Linked DNA regions of Bos taurus: region 2 is linked to region 1. A link is a contact called in public Hi-C data. All regions are on one chromosome and are shown on one strand. The core of a region is the stretch at or near the end of the contact, and the rest is flanking DNA. Distances in the headings are between cores, read along the strand shown.

Region 1 (3,556 bases), core at 903-3,402:
TAATGAGACCTTGGTGTGTTAAACTGTTTTAAAATGATTCTGAAAGATTAAAAATAAAGTAGGTGTTTTAATTCAATTTAAGAACATCAAATGATAAAAACAAGTCTCATAAGATCAATAGGCTATAAATGTTTTAGTTGGTACTTTTAAAGATTAAAGCTCTTTTTCAAACATTCTATGACTTCAGTACTTCATATTTTTCCCACTCAACCTATATTTGTACCATCCCTTTAAATATTGTTGTTTCTAGTTTGGAACTTTTGAGAAAAAAGCCCAAACTTACATGTACACTTTAAGTGCTATGTTATAAATTCTGAATTATCAGTACAGCTTTAGGAAAAAATCTTCATTGGAGTGGCCTGGCATGTTCAAGGACCACCTAGTATAGCTCAGAGAGAATTATAGGAGAATAATTGGAAACAAAAAGTAAACATTACCCTTGAGGAACTCTGCTATAAATGGGAGCAAAGAAATGGGATACAGGCTGAGTGTAAGATCATGAAAAAGTTTGTGTGTGTGTGAGAGGTGAGAAATTGCGGCATGTTTATAGTCTAACGGGAATAATGGCAATGATTTAGTAGAGAGAAAAAATGATGGAAGAGCGAGGGAGAGAGCTGCTTGTGAAGCATTCTCAGGTAGACACCTGGATTGGATCTTGGGATCAAACCCATGGAGGAGGGCATGGCAGCCTACTCCAGTATTCTTGCCTGGAGAATCCTACGGACAGAGGAAGCCTGATGAGCTACAGTCCATGGAGTTGCAAAGAGTCGGACACTTCTGAAGCAAGATGCAGGTACCAGCAGATTGGATCTAGACCATTTATGGAAAAGTGAGTCATTGACTAGAGCTCAGCAAGTTCAACTGTACTAACAGAATGAAATGCAGGAAATACGGGATCAAGTATTGGAGGGTAATCTATGATTTGATGATCTATTTTTATTATTTTTGGAAAGAAATCTCATTAAAAGCTTAAATAATTATCCTTTCAGCATAGTAGTAGAAAGAGAATAAAATTTGAAGGGCGATAAATCTGAGTTCAGATACTCGCTCTGCAATTTACTGCTGCTACTGCTGCTAAGTCGCTTCAGTCGTGTCCGACTCTGTGCGACCCCATAGACGGCAGCCCACCAGGCTCCCCCGTCCCTGGGATTCTCCAGGCAAGATACTGGAGTGGGGTGCCATCGCCTTCTCCACTGCAGTTTACTAGCTGACACCTGATAGAACTTGGTTCACAATGTCCCTGTATTTAGGATTGCAAGAAATATTAATGGAATTCACTCCAAGGTGGTTCAAATAAACCTTAAGAGAAGGAACAAGCCTAAGAGGGTGATCAAGGGATGGTTAGGCAGCTCGAGAGCTAGTAACACTAGAAAGCTGTTACCTCACCTGAGGCTGATAGAGCAAGGATGGAAATAGTGTTTCCAGAGTCACAGCTGAAGTTGGGAAGGGAAGACCAACTGATTAAGAGCTGTAGTCATGGAGGCAGCAGAAAGGGCACAACCATTTTCCTCTCCTCCCACACTCCAGTTTCCTGCCATCATCTTCCAACCTAAGTAGAAGTCAACTGCATGGCAGCTTGGGAGATGCAGAGTGTCGGGGTCAGCCTTCCCATCATGGAGAGGAGGACAAAGAAGGGATCTGAGAGGCAAATGGAGAATAATTAGTATAATCACTAAGCCTTAACTTCTCCATATATAAATGGGGTTACTTGCACAATTGTTGTGATTCCACATGGCTGCCAAGCACCTGCCATATTACTAGCACATAGTAGTGCTGATAATATAGGATGGTGTAGCATAATACATGCATATGTATGGCTGACTTCCTTCGTTGTTCACCTGAGACTGTCACAATATTGTTAATCAGCTATACCCCGATACAAAGTGGGAAAAAAAAAAGATCGTTTAGCATAAAGTTTAAGAATCCTTAAAAAGCTTTGCAATGAGACAGATCTGAATTTAATTTCTGTCTCTGCCACTTACTAGTCATGTGACTCTGGGCAGGGTACTTCACCTTTTTAGTCTCTGTTGTGTCATTTGTAAAATGGGGAAATAGGCTTACCACAAAGAATTCTAGTGAAGATTAAAGAAGCCATGGTATATTAGGCGGCCGACGGTGCTGGTGCACAGCGTGCAGGCTCAATCACCACAGCTGTAGTCGTATGTTTTGATTGATTGGTAAGGATAGCAAATGAGGCTAGTTTCCAAGTAATACTAGTCTCCACCCCCACCACACACCCCGCCCCCCCTTTTTTTGGCCCTTATTCTCAGGTTTCCACCCCACCACACAGGAGAGACACACACACCCTTTTTTTCTTGCCCTTATTCTCAGGTTTTCTGACTGGGGCCTTTATTTGTCATGCAGGGGTCAAGATGACTGTCGTTGCACTTTAGACTATTAGAAAGTACAGTTGTACAGTTTTAGTTTAGCTTTTTAGGGTGTCCATTTATTTTATGTTTTTGGTTTATGGTCAATAAACATAGTTAAATGGGCCTAAAGTTGAAAGGCACAGAAAAAGTTGAAAGTACTGAAATTTGAGAAATTAACCTAGATTTATACACGAAGCTCAAGTGAAAAATGCTGAAAATAAAGTATGTTTTAACAGTTAATTCACAGCTGTTACATAATAGCTAATCTTTCAAATTTCACATAAATGTCACAGTTCTGTAAGCTTAACTTGAGGACACATATATGTTTTTCTTCTTGGCTACATTAGGGAACAATGAAGTAAAACCTCATTGACGTAATTGAACCTGATAACATCTCCTGGTTGTGCTGCTGATGTTTCACTGTGGTGGTGGTGGTTTCATAGAGCTCTGTAAAGCATGTTGGACTTACAAACATATTCAAACAGAAACTTTAATCAGGATTCAACTTTTTAACCACAAAGAAAAGCTGAGTTTATAAAAGCACAGTTTTGGATTTACTTTATCAAATCAACTAAAAGAATTTTTTTTAATAATAGGCATCTCATATGTTACTTAAATTGAAAATACTGTTTTTAAAAGTATTTTTGAACAGATGTCTACAGTGTGTGAAAATACTAATTTCTGATACTGTGTAAATTTGAATTTAGATGGAAAGAGACAAATGGAGTACTGGAAGCTCCTAAAAACAGCAATTAAAATTAATCCTTTCATGAAATGTGGAGAAGGCAATGGCACCCCACTCCAGTACTCTTGCCTGGAAAATCCCATGGACGGAGGAGCCTGGAAGGCTGCAGTCCGTGGGGTCGCTGAGGGTCGGACATGACTGAGCGACTTCACTTTCACTTCACTTTCATGAAATGACGTCTTATCATATAATAGAACCATGTTTTGAGAACATACCATAGTCACTAAAACTCTTTTTTCACTTGATTCAAAATTTAATAATATTTGAATTATTTATCCTTATATTTATTTATAGGATTTCCTTTGGTATTGAGAGTGAAGTTTAGGTTTTGCTGACTTTGGAACAATTGATATAGAACATATATTGGCTACTTGGAAGTAAAATTGTAAAAGAGCTATGTGTTATTTTGGAGGAATGAATGCTTCTACCAATGTTTCTTAAA
Region 2 (3,256 bases), core at 151-2,650, 210 kb before region 1:
ATGAAAAAAGACCTATTAACACAAGAATATTACAAATTCAAAATCTTAACAAGCTCTATCATTAAAAAATGTTCTCTCATCTCCCTCCATCCAGCATTAAGGAAAAGCTGTTGTTGCAGTCTCATTGGAAGATTACTACTGTAATCAGCTGCAAGCCAATTTTACATTTATAAGGAGATGGGGGGGGGGGGGTCGGGGGGGGGGCTGGGTGGATCTAGATGGTACCTAGCTTCCCAACCAGTCTTGCAGATCTAACACTGTTCATAGTACTTGCTTTGGGTTCAGTCAATTACTAAAGTTCCTATGTGTCCACTTTCCTTTCTATCTTTGCTAATATTCTTCCCTTATATCAGACCCTACTTTACCTTTTCTTAAGTCAGCTCAAATGTCTATCTCTTGAAATCTTCTCCATCTTTTCTCCCCAAATCTCAAAACACACTCCCACCAGTTCTTTATCTTCACTTCCTTTTCTGCCTCATACTACGATTTGGGATATGTCTGATTTATCTTTGAACCTTCACTGCACTTAAAACATTCATACTGAATATGTAAAGGCACATACTGAACGTGCCTTTCATTCATTCATACTGAATGAGAACACAAGAATGTCCCCAGGAAGTCAGAAGTGGACACACATTGCCATAAAAACAGACCCATTACTGCTTTAAAGACGATATTAAAACAAGTCCAGCACAGTACTTGGGAGACTAATCATGGGGGTGAGAAGGCTGAGCGCTGGAAGGCAGGCACAGGCCTGGAATCCCTGAGCTCTATACTATAACCCTGATTTCATCACTAATATCAGCTTCGGTTCACTCATTTGTAATATCAGGTGACTAGACAAAGTGATTGAAAAGGGCTTTTTCTGACACAGCTCTAAGAAAAAGACTGCACAGGGACCCGCCAAGAAAATGAACGCGGTCCCGGCAGCAACCCAAACCCTGGAATCAAGTCCGCACTTGGCAGTACAAGGAAGTCTGAAGTTAAGTCCCTATTTTTCCTTTCTCCCACACAGACCACTAGGGCCCTCTCTGGACTGCTCGGAATCTACTCGACTGAAGGAACCTGAGGAGCGAAATTGGCTGGTAGACCGAGAAGATATTGTTCAAGGCCCGGTGGAAAGCGAAACAAACCCCAGGGAAAGGTCGCACCGGCAGCAGACTACCGACCTCCACTCTCCCGGCCAGGCCGGAGATGCTGAATCACCGCCTGAACCATCCCGTCGGCTACAGTTCCCAAGTCCCATGGCCCCGGACCGCTCTAAGGAAGGCATGAGAAGAAGCTCCCCCTAACCCCCCAGCCGCGGACCTCTTCTCCAACCCTGCCTAAGCTCGGAATCCAACGCACCATGGTTCCGGCGCGAGCCCGGCTTCGGCCTCCTGCAAACCTGCGGATGGAACAGCACTGCCGAAGCTTCCGCTCGGCGATCTACAGAGAAGACTGCGGATTTTGACGGCGGCGGCGCAGGGTAGAATAGTTTATTCCAGAGATATCGATAGGCTTCCCTTGCTCCCCCGCCCTCAGAGCTCTCGGGTGGCTCAGAAGTGGGAGGGGCCTGGGAAGCTAGAGGAACTGAGATTGGCTGGAAACCTTGGGCCAGGAGTGCCCGCGGGAGCTAGGAGCTGCTGGGCCGCAGCTACCAAGTACCCCTTCTTGGGTTCTTGGGGAAGTTGCCTGCGTGTTGCTGACTCCTGTCAGTTTCTCACCGGCCTGACCAGATGCACCAGAGACTACAGGTGATCGAGTGTGTGGCTCAGTCTCCCCTTAAGCGATATATGAGGTGTTGTGTAACGTGAGAAGAACGATACTGAAAGAAAGGCCACAAATAATGGTCCGTTTTTGTGCCAACCATCCTCTCCCTCTATCTTGTTTGTGAACGTGCTTTTCTTTCTACTTTGGAATCCTTTCTCCTACTCTTTGGAGAACTCATATTTCAAGGATTTGTTATCATCAGTCTTTTTAACATTATTATTGGCTTCACCCCAAGAGACTTTACACTCTTTGAGGGCGCCAGTGTCTTTCTGTACCTTCAAAACCAAGCACGATGCTGAAAGATTAGGCAACTAAGGGAAAAGGTGGACATTTTCTTCCAAAACACGTATTTTCTCTTTTGTGAGCATCTTTTAGTAAATCCTGAAATAGTTTAGGACAGTTGTGCAATCAGCTGCCAACCTAACATTTACTGACTGCCAATGATGACTTGAAGTGAAGTGAAGTCGCTCAGTCGTGTTCGACTCTTTGCGACCCCATGGACTATACAGACCATGGGATTCTCTAGGCCGAAATACTGGAGTGGATAGCCTTTCCCTTCTCCAGGGGATCGTTCCAACCCAGGGATCGAAACCAGGTCTCCTGCATTGCAGGCGGATTCTTTACCAAGTGAACCACAAATGATGACACTTTCTTTATAAAAAAGAAAGGATGGATACCTAGAGTCATATAAGGGAAGAGTTGAGAGGGTCCTTAAGTATCTAAGCTTTGCAGATGAAGAAGAGACTCAGCTTACTTAAGTGATTTGCTCAAGTTCCCAGCAATTTAGTATCAGACTCTTTTTTTAAACCTTGCCACTTATATATTTTGGACATTTTTTCATGTTAAACATTTTCTAGGTTAAACATGACTCCCTAGTATTATGCTCTGGATATTTTATTTACCCAAATTCCTAGTGTTTAATATTTAGGTTACCCCTCTCCCAAGCAGCTTATTTATGACATATCTTTTGTATACACATCTGTACTCCTTTTTATAGAATAAATTCCTGAAAATGGAATTGTAGGGTCAAATGAAATGGATATTTCTAAAGCTTTTATGAAAAGTACTAAATTGCTCTGGAGAAATGTTTTACCAAAATGTATTCTCAACCACTGTATATGAGTGATCCCTTTCTTAAATTCACCAATATTGCTTGTTGTCATTTTTCAAAGTCACTGTAAATTTAGTAGATTAAATTGAAAGATTGCTTTCTTTTGTTTTCCCAGTACCTAGCATAAAGCCTACCACATAAGAGCTTAATAAATAATGTTAAATGGGTGAATAATGAATGTTGAATGGGTGCTTAAAATTATTTAGCACATAAAAATTTTGACAATTCTTTTCTACATATCTCTGTGTATTGACATGCCTCACATGTATGTATTATATAACTTTTTAACAAGCAAAATAATGATAAACTTCTATACTAGATATAAAAAAGTATGGTCATCTTTCATATTCATAATTTAAAATAATTGTGTAGTATTTGGTTGTGTGGAAATAC

Evidence for each region. A called contact is a pair of places that touch in the nucleus more often than the background predicts.
Region 2: a contact with region 1 is called in a Hi-C map of liver, with 2.3 times the contacts expected there. The contact joins the promoter of PSMA1 here to the enhancer-like site in region 1. A contact is called at or near these places in 4 of 11 Hi-C or Micro-C datasets (liver, skeletal muscle, skin fibroblasts and 1 more).

Annotation. Positions count from the first base shown.
Region 1 is chr15:38,002,072-38,005,627 of ARS-UCD2.0, reverse strand. All of the region lies in intron 1 of PDE3B (phosphodiesterase 3B), which reads left to right. Among named protein-coding and RNA genes, the nearest start is that of PDE3B, 92 kb to the left of the region's middle. Within about 2 kb of position 2,152, at least 21 of the 102 cell types and tissues checked have an H3K27ac peak or open chromatin away from gene starts, as enhancers often do. A contact at or near this core is called in liver, where this site is marked.
Region 2 is chr15:38,212,012-38,215,267 of ARS-UCD2.0, reverse strand. It overlaps PSMA1 (proteasome 20S subunit alpha 1), which reads right to left and starts at 1,400. Exons shown (of 10, transcript NM_001035310.2): 1 at 1,348-1,400. The coding sequence starts at 1,350.